3 separate regions of the Mus musculus genome follow, and all the other regions are linked to region 3. The links are chromatin contacts, called in public Hi-C maps. All regions are on one chromosome and are shown on one strand. Each heading gives the region's core, a stretch centred on a gene start, on an enhancer-like site or on the middle of the called end of the contact. The rest is flanking DNA. Distances are from core to core; before and after follow the strand shown. Region 1 has its middle 160 kb from the start of Gm31135. Region 2 has its middle 31 kb from the start of Gm31401. Region 3 has its middle 140 kb from the start of 4933430N04Rik.

What was found. A called contact is a pair of places that touch in the nucleus more often than the background predicts.
Region 1: a Hi-C map of uterus shows a contact between it and region 3, with 5 times the contacts expected there. The contact joins two enhancer-like sites. A contact is called at or near these places in 3 of 484 Hi-C or Micro-C datasets (cerebral cortex, nephron progenitors and uterus), 2 of 115 datasets of contacts at active chromatin or transcription factors (embryonic stem cells and heart atrium) and 1 of 9 other capture datasets (embryonic stem cells).
Region 2: a Hi-C map of uterus shows a contact between it and region 3, with 5 times the contacts expected there. The contact joins two enhancer-like sites. A contact is called at or near these places in 2 of 484 Hi-C or Micro-C datasets (embryonic fibroblasts and uterus), 2 of 115 datasets of contacts at active chromatin or transcription factors (embryonic stem cells and large pre-B cells) and 1 of 9 other capture datasets (embryonic stem cells).

What each region holds. Positions count from the first base shown.
Region 1 is chr8:8,326,955-8,329,720 of GRCm38.p6, reverse strand. No RefSeq gene overlaps it. Among named protein-coding and RNA genes, the nearest start is that of Gm31135, 160 kb to the left of the region's middle. Within about 2 kb of position 1,475, at least 24 of the 459 cell types and tissues checked have an H3K27ac peak or open chromatin away from gene starts, as enhancers often do. A contact at or near this core is called in uterus, where this site is marked.
Region 2 is chr8:8,049,974-8,052,673 of GRCm38.p6, reverse strand. No RefSeq gene overlaps it. Among named protein-coding and RNA genes, the nearest start is that of Gm31401, 31 kb to the left of the region's middle. Within about 2 kb of position 1,338, at least 38 of the 459 cell types and tissues checked have an H3K27ac peak or open chromatin away from gene starts, as enhancers often do. A contact at or near this core is called in uterus, where this site is marked.
Region 3 is chr8:8,993,138-8,996,028 of GRCm38.p6, reverse strand. No RefSeq gene overlaps it. Among named protein-coding and RNA genes, the nearest start is that of 4933430N04Rik, 140 kb to the left of the region's middle. Within about 2 kb of position 1,303, at least 105 of the 459 cell types and tissues checked have an H3K27ac peak or open chromatin away from gene starts, as enhancers often do. A contact at or near this core is called in uterus, where this site is marked.

The sequences.
Region 1 (2,766 bases), core at 226-2,725, 670 kb after region 3:
GCATGGTTTCTTTGTCAAGCAGCAGCGCCTTTCCTCCTGGACCAGGCCAGCGTCCATTCACAAGCACTTCCTTTCCCTTGGTTCTTCTCTTGTGGAATCCTGCTTTTTTTTTTCCCTCCACATTATTTTTTATTAGATATTTTCTTCATTTACATTTCAAATGCTATCCCAAAAGTCCCCTATACCACTTCCCCCGTCCTGCTCCCCTACCCACCCACTCCCACTTCTTGGCCCTGGTGTTCCCCTGTACTGGAGCATATAAAGTTTGCAAGACCAAGGGGCCTCTCTTCCCAGTGATGGCCGACTAGGCCATCTTCTGCTACATATGCAGCTAGAGACACGAGCTCTGGGGGTACTGGTTAGTTCATATTGTTGTTCTACCTATAGGGTTGCAGATCCCTTCAGCTCCTTGGGTGCTTTCTCTAGCTCCTCCATTGTGGGCTCTGTGTTCCATCCAATAGATGACTGTGAGCATTTGTGGGGTCCTTCTTAGAGCCACATGTGGATACATGGTTGCTACACAGAATTCTATCCAGAGTCTGTCCATAGGCTTTGCATTTGGCATTGTAGGGTGTATTTAAAGTGGTTTTTTGAGGTTTATTTTTTCCACTACCAACTCACGCTTACTTAAAAAAAATAGCTATAAAGAAAGAAGAGAGTAGAGCCGGTGGGTGAAAAGGTGCTTGCTGCCACAACTGGCAGCCCAAGTTCTATTCCCAGAACCCGCACGATGAAAAGAAAGGCTCCTGCAAGGTGTCCTCTGACCTCCACTCATGCGGTTTGATACATGTGCTCACACACATACACACATTTAGATATGGAGAAAGGGATGGAAATGGCCCATAGTTTGGGCACCTGTTATACTAACAGTACAGTTCTTTATTTTCTGATTTGCATAAACTACTATGCCACATAACAAGCTGCCCCCTCTACATTTCTTTAACTCAGTACACATCTTTTCATGCCATTAAAAGCTTATTTATATCCTTATAACACAAACATAGCACTAGAATCATTTTGAGACCCTACGATGTTGTTACTATGTGTCACAATTTGCAATGCTTCATGTGAGTGCCTTTTATCTCTTGTTTTGTGTTCCCCTTTACTGGGCCCTTCAGCTCAACACAAGTTAACATGCTTTCCTTATCCCAGTCTCCTCCCTGAGTCCCGAGGTCAGCGTCTGACACATAATGGAGTTTCAACATTTCCTGTTGAGTGAATGAGTGAACGAGCAGATGAATGACTGACTCCATCAATCAAAGCCATCCCCCCTCCTCCTTTTTCTGAGCATACAGACCCTCCTGGGCCCTTGGAACAGCCATACATTTCTCTGTGGTTGGCTGTCCATCTGGAAGCTGCATGTAATAAATGCCACATCACAGGAAGTTTAAAAGGATGAAAGAGATAGTATTTATAAAATACTTAACTTCTCTAGAAGGACAATCCCAGCCAAGTCCAATGAGTGTACTGTTATCACAGACTCTGCTCAGCCCCATTAATCACACGCGTTTCTCTGGCTTGCATTTTCTCTGAACAGCTGTGTGTCTAACAGTTGTTCCCTGGAAGCATTTCCTGGAAGCTGAGTTGGAGCACTAGCCTCTGTGAGTGAGTGTCACACTTTTTCAGAATAGCAGGGTGTTTTACACTAATTAAAAAGGTGATTCCCCGCCCCCAATCTGCTCAGGTCGGGTTGGAAGTTATTACCTTAATTTTGCCACCAGGAAACTGACACAGAGAGACACCTACTCACACAGCATTAGATGGAAGATAATAGAGGGAGAACTTGAATTTGAATCTTCTGATTTTCTATCTACTCAGTGAATTTACCTTATTAGACTTTTTAAGTCTGTAGAAAAATAAACAAAATTCTTATAAAATAATATTGAGTTTTAAGAATAAACCATTGGCTTCAGGGTATCCAGGTCAGAATGCTCATTAGTGAAATTTCTTAATTACAATGTATTTAACAGAGAGCCTTCATATGGAAGGTTGTGGTTCCCACCCTGTAGGCTTTTAAACCTAAAGCATAATATCAAAACATGCAGGATGCTTGGGTCTGGTATGGCAGACTCACAGGGCACAGCCCAGATAGATGCTAATGTTAGAGCACTCTTGTTACACTGGAAACATGCTTGCTGTAGTTTTCAGCAGTAAACAGATTGCCTATGAAAACCAGACCAGGATGGAGATTGGCTGATTTCTCTCTCTGTTTATTCTAGTATTTGCTGGGCAGTAGGCTTCTGAGAGGAACAAGGAAAGTGAGACACTGTTTCTTGCAGAAGTGCATTTCTTTGGGAAGGATCTGAAACAAATGGCTGGAAACACTGTAAGATCCTTTAAGACTGTATCCATCGGGAGGTAGAACATGCAGGCTTGGAGGAACAGAGGGCAGTTATAGGTGGAAACAATGGAGGATCAGGAGGGGGGTGACAGTGGGTGGCAGGGGCATGGCTCTTTGAGGAGACACCTTTGAGCAGAGACCTGAGTCTAAGAGAGGAAAGTGCCAATGGCCATCACACAGACACCAGGCCCCTCCCCCTGCCTGATATGTTATTATTAGCATTTCCCTTATTCTTAAGATGCACATATACTCATGTAGTTTGGAGTACATATGTGAGTATAGTTTTTGTTTTGTTTTGTTTTGTTTTTTGTTTTTTTTTTTGTTTTGTAGAGGACAAAGTAAAACATTGAATGTCTTTCCTCAGGTTCCAGTCAGCTATGTTTTGTTTTGTTTTGAGGCAGTGTCTTTCACTAGCCAGGAACTCC
Region 2 (2,700 bases), core at 89-2,588, 940 kb after region 3:
TTCACTGAAGGGAAACTGAAGATCTTGAAGTATGACAAAGGTATTGGATACAGAGCATCAACTGATATGTGGGAATTTGGTAAGATATGTTTTACTATAATCTGGAATTACCATCCACTCCTAAAAGGAGGCACATCTTACAGATGCCCTACCCCTCCCTGGAAAGAGGCTACTTGATGGTGGGTCTCCCTTATGACATCAAGGATAGCACCCTACTTGTCTTTCTGATGGAAGCCTAGTGCTATGACGGGAAGTCCTTACTAGGTGTTCACTATATGGATGTTAATAAAAGTCCTAAGCCCTTGCTCATATATTTTGGCGGAGATGTGTTTTCAGAAACTACTCAAAACTCTGGCTTCCTCCCTCTGTGACCCTTCACCCTTCCTCTAACCATTGCTTAATGTCAGGGTACCCAATTGTATGCACCATTATAAAAGCTTTTCATCTGATAAACTGAAGTTGACGTGGACTTCACGTAATATCTTTTTTGAGGCAGGTTGATCTCACTTTATTTTTTGTGGTTGACTTCAGGCTTGAATGTGCTGCAGGAATTTTAGACATGGGGCAGTAGGATCTGAAGATATGGGGTTCAGAGGATTGAAGCTGACCCCTTTGGTCAAATCATGTGAGTTTCTGAAATAACCCATAGCCAATAGAAAATAGTCACTGTATAGCAGGACAATTCATGGGGGCATGACCTTGAGCACCAGGCTGTCCTCCTTGATCTACTTTTTATAGTACCTGCACTTAGCCCTCCTGGCAGTGAGTTTCTCACTGCGGGACTACAGTGGACTCGGTTCTAAGACTGCCTCTCTGTTTACTATTGGCTAATGAGACTTGTCTCTACCTTACACCGTTCTTTTGCTTCTGATCTTTGATTTAAAACAGAATGAAATAACAAGCTGCCTGCTTTGGAGCCTCAAACTGAGCTTTTACTGGCTAAGCTGAGCCTGGAGTCCCCCCCCCCCCCCAAAGTTTGTTCACATTCCATTAAACTTCCTGAGACTAGCAATGTTTGCATTATGTAAAAATTTCATGAAACCTCTGATCTTGGTTAGGGATTTTCCTTCCCAAGATACATTCAATTTCACCCTGGATTCTTGCTCTACTTGTTCTGTTTGATGTGATCTGTAGGAATCCCACGGGCTGTGGGTTTGCAGGAGTTGTTTCTCTGCCAAGAGTAAACTGCATGTTCACTAGCTCTGTTCTGGTAAGTAAGTGAAAATGTGGTTTTTGAGTGGAAATGAAAAACAGAGTAACATCCTTCCCCACAGCTTTACCTTCCTATAATTCCACACAAATGCAGCTTATGCCCATATAAGTATTTCCACGTTAAGCAGAGGCATTTGTGTGCAGAGCCTCCGATGCTGACTCAGCCAGATGTGCCTAGGAACAAGGAAGCTTTCACCTAGAAAATGTGATGTAATAAGAGGCCACAGCAAGGAGTCTGCAGTGTTTCCAGTGTGCTTTTGTTAGAGTTTAAAGCTTACTCTCTCTCGTATGTAGCAGCACACACAGAGATACTGTTGATATGGGAAAGGCATCAACAAGAAGGATTAAAAGGAATGTAAACTTCCACAGGAGCTTTCTGGAATTGATTTGGCTGATCTGGGAGCAGAGTTTGCATATTGCTCTGCCTGCAAGGCTGCACGCAGGCCTCACCTTAAATCATGTGCTATTCAGTATCTTTGAGAGGGGAACTTAATTGCATATAGGATGGGAGGATGATATGGAGGTGGAATTTACATGTAAGAGCTGATTTCTGTGGGGGCATGACATCATAAAGATTAACCTGTATGCCTCATTTTATTCATGACCTACTTTGCCAAATGGTTATTGAGAGGGAAATGGATTACGAAATTAAACAAAAATTACCTAAGCAGCTGACTAGGAGTTTATCTGTGTAGCTGAGATCAATAAATTGCAGACAGGTGTGCATTTAGAGAATGTTGTGGTCTGGTTATACAATTTCCCCACAGGCTCCTGTGTTTGAACACTGGGCCCTCAGCTGGTGGTACTCATTTGGGGGGTTGGGGAACTTCTAGGGAATAGGAAACTTTTCGTTTCTCCTATCTAGAGGAACTGGGTCAGTTGGAAACTGAGTTGGTATACTTTAATGGTTATAGATAAGCTCTATTTCTAGTTGGTTTCTTTCTGCTTTACTGAGTTGTTACACAGCAGCCCATCACTTCCAGGTGGGGAGACCCATCACCATGAAAGGTGGTATTCTCTTAAACCATGAGCTGAAATGTATCTCACCTCTCCAACATTGAATTTTGTCAGATATTTATTTACAGTGCTGAGAAAGTAACTAATGGGCATATTAAACATGAAAGTCATACCATCAAGGAGGGTAAAAAATGCCTTCTCTTTATGTAGCAGCTAAGAGGCTTCCGTGAGGGGTGTGAGTTGACATTCTTTGACTCTGACTATTCATTTGCCCTCACAGTACCTCTCTGATGAATTCCTTTATACACATTGTCTGCATGGGATATCCCTAAGGATGTGAGCACAGTTCAAATAAACACCAACTTTCAGAAAACATACTTTATACCCCACTCTAGAGATCTCTCAAGTAACTTAATCTGAGAACTCTGCACTCTGTGGCTTCCACTGTCTCCATAATATATGTTGACAATTCCTAAGAGGCAGTTGGAAAACCTAAAAAAGAAATTCATATCCATAAAATGGGTAAACCTG
Region 3 (2,891 bases), core at 54-2,553:
AGATGGTTCACAGAAACTCAGCAAAAGTTGTGAGTGCCCCCCCACCCCCGTGAGTGCCACCCCTGCGGAGGTAAACAAGTGGGATCTATATTTTCAACTGATCTGAACCTGAATCTCCCTGGGTCTCTGTCAATAGCAAGGATTCTTGCTGGGCAACTGCAACCTTCAGCAGAAGCTACGTCCCTGGCCTCAGGATGTATTCTCAGATGCCCAAGCTGGGTTCTCCTTGATGGAGTCCTTAGAACAAATGCTCTCTCTTCCTCCCATCCCCGCAAACCCCTGCACTTCAATCAGAGGAACCAGGAGACTCCAAAGTGCCTTTCACACACCAGCGCCTCGGTGGACTGAGCCTGTGGTTGGAACTCTTTCATCTGCCCGCCTCCTGGAGGAGATTCTCTAATTGATAATGAATTCCTAGGGGGGTGGGGGTGGGGGATACGTGATTTCAGGCTGTAAATTAATAACTCCTTCCAAAGCATAGCACCCAGTTTTTAAAAATAATATTATCTACTACATGGTATGGGTAAATTTTCACAGTAAACTATTCCTAAGAAAGCAAATTTATGATAAGAAAAATTATAATGATTTTTAGTTTGATAGTGCATACTCGAGCAAGTCAATAATTGTAGCGACCTACTTTTCTAAAATATGAAAACCCCACATGTGTTGTCTCAGGCAATTTGTTGAGTTTCAAATTATTTCAAACTGGGAGCCTATATGTAGGGCAGGTGTCTCTTAAATCCCAAATCATGGGTTGCGTGCTGATGCTTGCCTTCAAAGCTTGGGGGTATTTAGGAAAAAAAAATAGTAACAGCAGTGTTGAGAGGAGGGAGGGAGAGAGGAAGAGAGGGAAAGCCGGGAACTGAGGAGAGAAGATGTGGAGGAGGGAGAGGAGGGCAGAGCGGAAGGAGTTAGAGTGGGGGAAGGGAGGCGGAGCAAGGAACAGATTCATTTCCTGGACCACCTTAAAAGCGTTCTTGGTGTTTTAAGCAACCCACAGGCAAGATCCCGGTTAAAGACTGGTGCTAAATCTTTGAATCAATTAATCAGGAGCCTGCGCAGAGCCACCCTACCCAGCTGCATGGACGGCCCGCAACTCCGGGCTGGGGATTCACCAGTTTGCCTCTGTGGCTGCCCTATTGTCGCGCTTGAAAAGAACATTCCCACAGTGCTGGCTCTAAAAACAATAAACATCGTATGTAAAAAGAAATGACATAACCTTGGCACTGATAAGGAGCGTTTCCCAGGGCTGCGGGGACTGTCTCGGGAGGGGCGACAGGCCACCCCCACTCTGGGGCCTGGGAGGAAGTGTCCAAGGAGGCCTGCTGGGGCCCTTGGGCTGTCCCAGCACAAAGAGCTAGGAGTGGGCAGGTCCCTCCCAGCCTCTGGAAAATCAATCTAAGGAAGTCTGATGCCATGGAACGGTTTCCTGTCCACTGTGTGGGAAATCTAGCTGAGTGCAAGCGCTGGTAACAATGGGACAATATATTATAATAAACAGGAAAAATAGCATTGGCCACGGAAATCAATAGCCTGAGTTCACCAGGCATTCATAAGATTGACAAGTGAATAAATTAAAACCAAAAGGTTAGCACACTGAAAGAGAAGTTAATTTTATGTCCGCCCTGGAGCCCCCTCTTTTGAGGCGCAAATTAAGACTGTGTATAATAAAATGAACATAAAGTCTCGAATTTAAAATAAAGCCTTCCTTAGGACTTACATGGTTAGACAAGCAGAGATTCCTTTACAGGCTCCCCCATGCATGGGTAGTCTCAGTCAGGCTGCATTTGCAACCCCCTCCACAGCGTGACCAAAGACTTATTTAAAGAAATTTCTTGCTTTAAATAAACCTGCTCTCAGCAGCCAACTGTTCCTCCAGGAAGTGATGGGACACCCCAATTCACTGTAGAGGCTTACCCAAGCAGAACCGAATGGAGCAGCCTGCACGCTGCTCTTTAATTTAAAGGAGAGAGGAAAAAGCCACTCGAGGCTCCTCCAAACCCCCAAATAATTATAAACAAGAGAACGTAACTGACTCTAGAGCCCACCTGGGTTAAACAAACAGATCAGCTCACAGTCTTCTGGCTTTGTAGCAGCTTCCCTTTCTTAAAAATGTTTTTAAGTTTGGGCTGTCTCTTAAGCCATAAAACTGCTTTAATTAGAATTCACCCGTGAGCATGGCTTGTGATAAAGTGTTCAATGTACCAAATTCCTTCTGATTACTAATAAAGACACAGCCTTGTTGGGCTGGTGGAGCCACGGGCTGAGGGTTTTTGAGACAATTAATTCTCATCCGGGTTCTGCAGCTGAGTTTCACTACAGGTTTGTTTCTCTAAGTGTGGATCTACCCCAGTTTCTGAGCATTTGTTTGATCATATCAGAGTGCAGTAAACAAGTCTCTGGCGGCAGGTGAGCTATTCCATGGACTATCAAGTTTGACTCAAAAACCGCGGGGAAGTTTTGCTGGGCTTTGAAGATGCTCTGGGGTCATCCCTGGTTTCTCCTGTTTTGTTTGACTGTAGCAGTTTCTGCCCAGGGAGGAGCACTGATGGAATCTATTGTTTAGGGAGTTTGAATGGTTTAGTCTTCAGTATATATTAACTAACCAAGGAGGTGCTGGACACATGACGGTGGATTTATGAAACTGTCCACCTGGGAGCTCATTAAAGCATAAATTCAGGACAGCCAGAGTTTATCTAAAATAACCCCCCTGCTATGTTTTAGGAGGTTGTGGGGAGGTTTATAAATAGCTGACTAGAATCCTTTGATCAGTTTATTATATATAATAAATCCCTAAAATTTTAGAGGGGTGGTGAGAATTTGGGGTTGCTGTTGTACATGTTTTGAGGAGTTTGCCAAGGAGGAGCTAAAAAGTCTAATTAATTAATTAA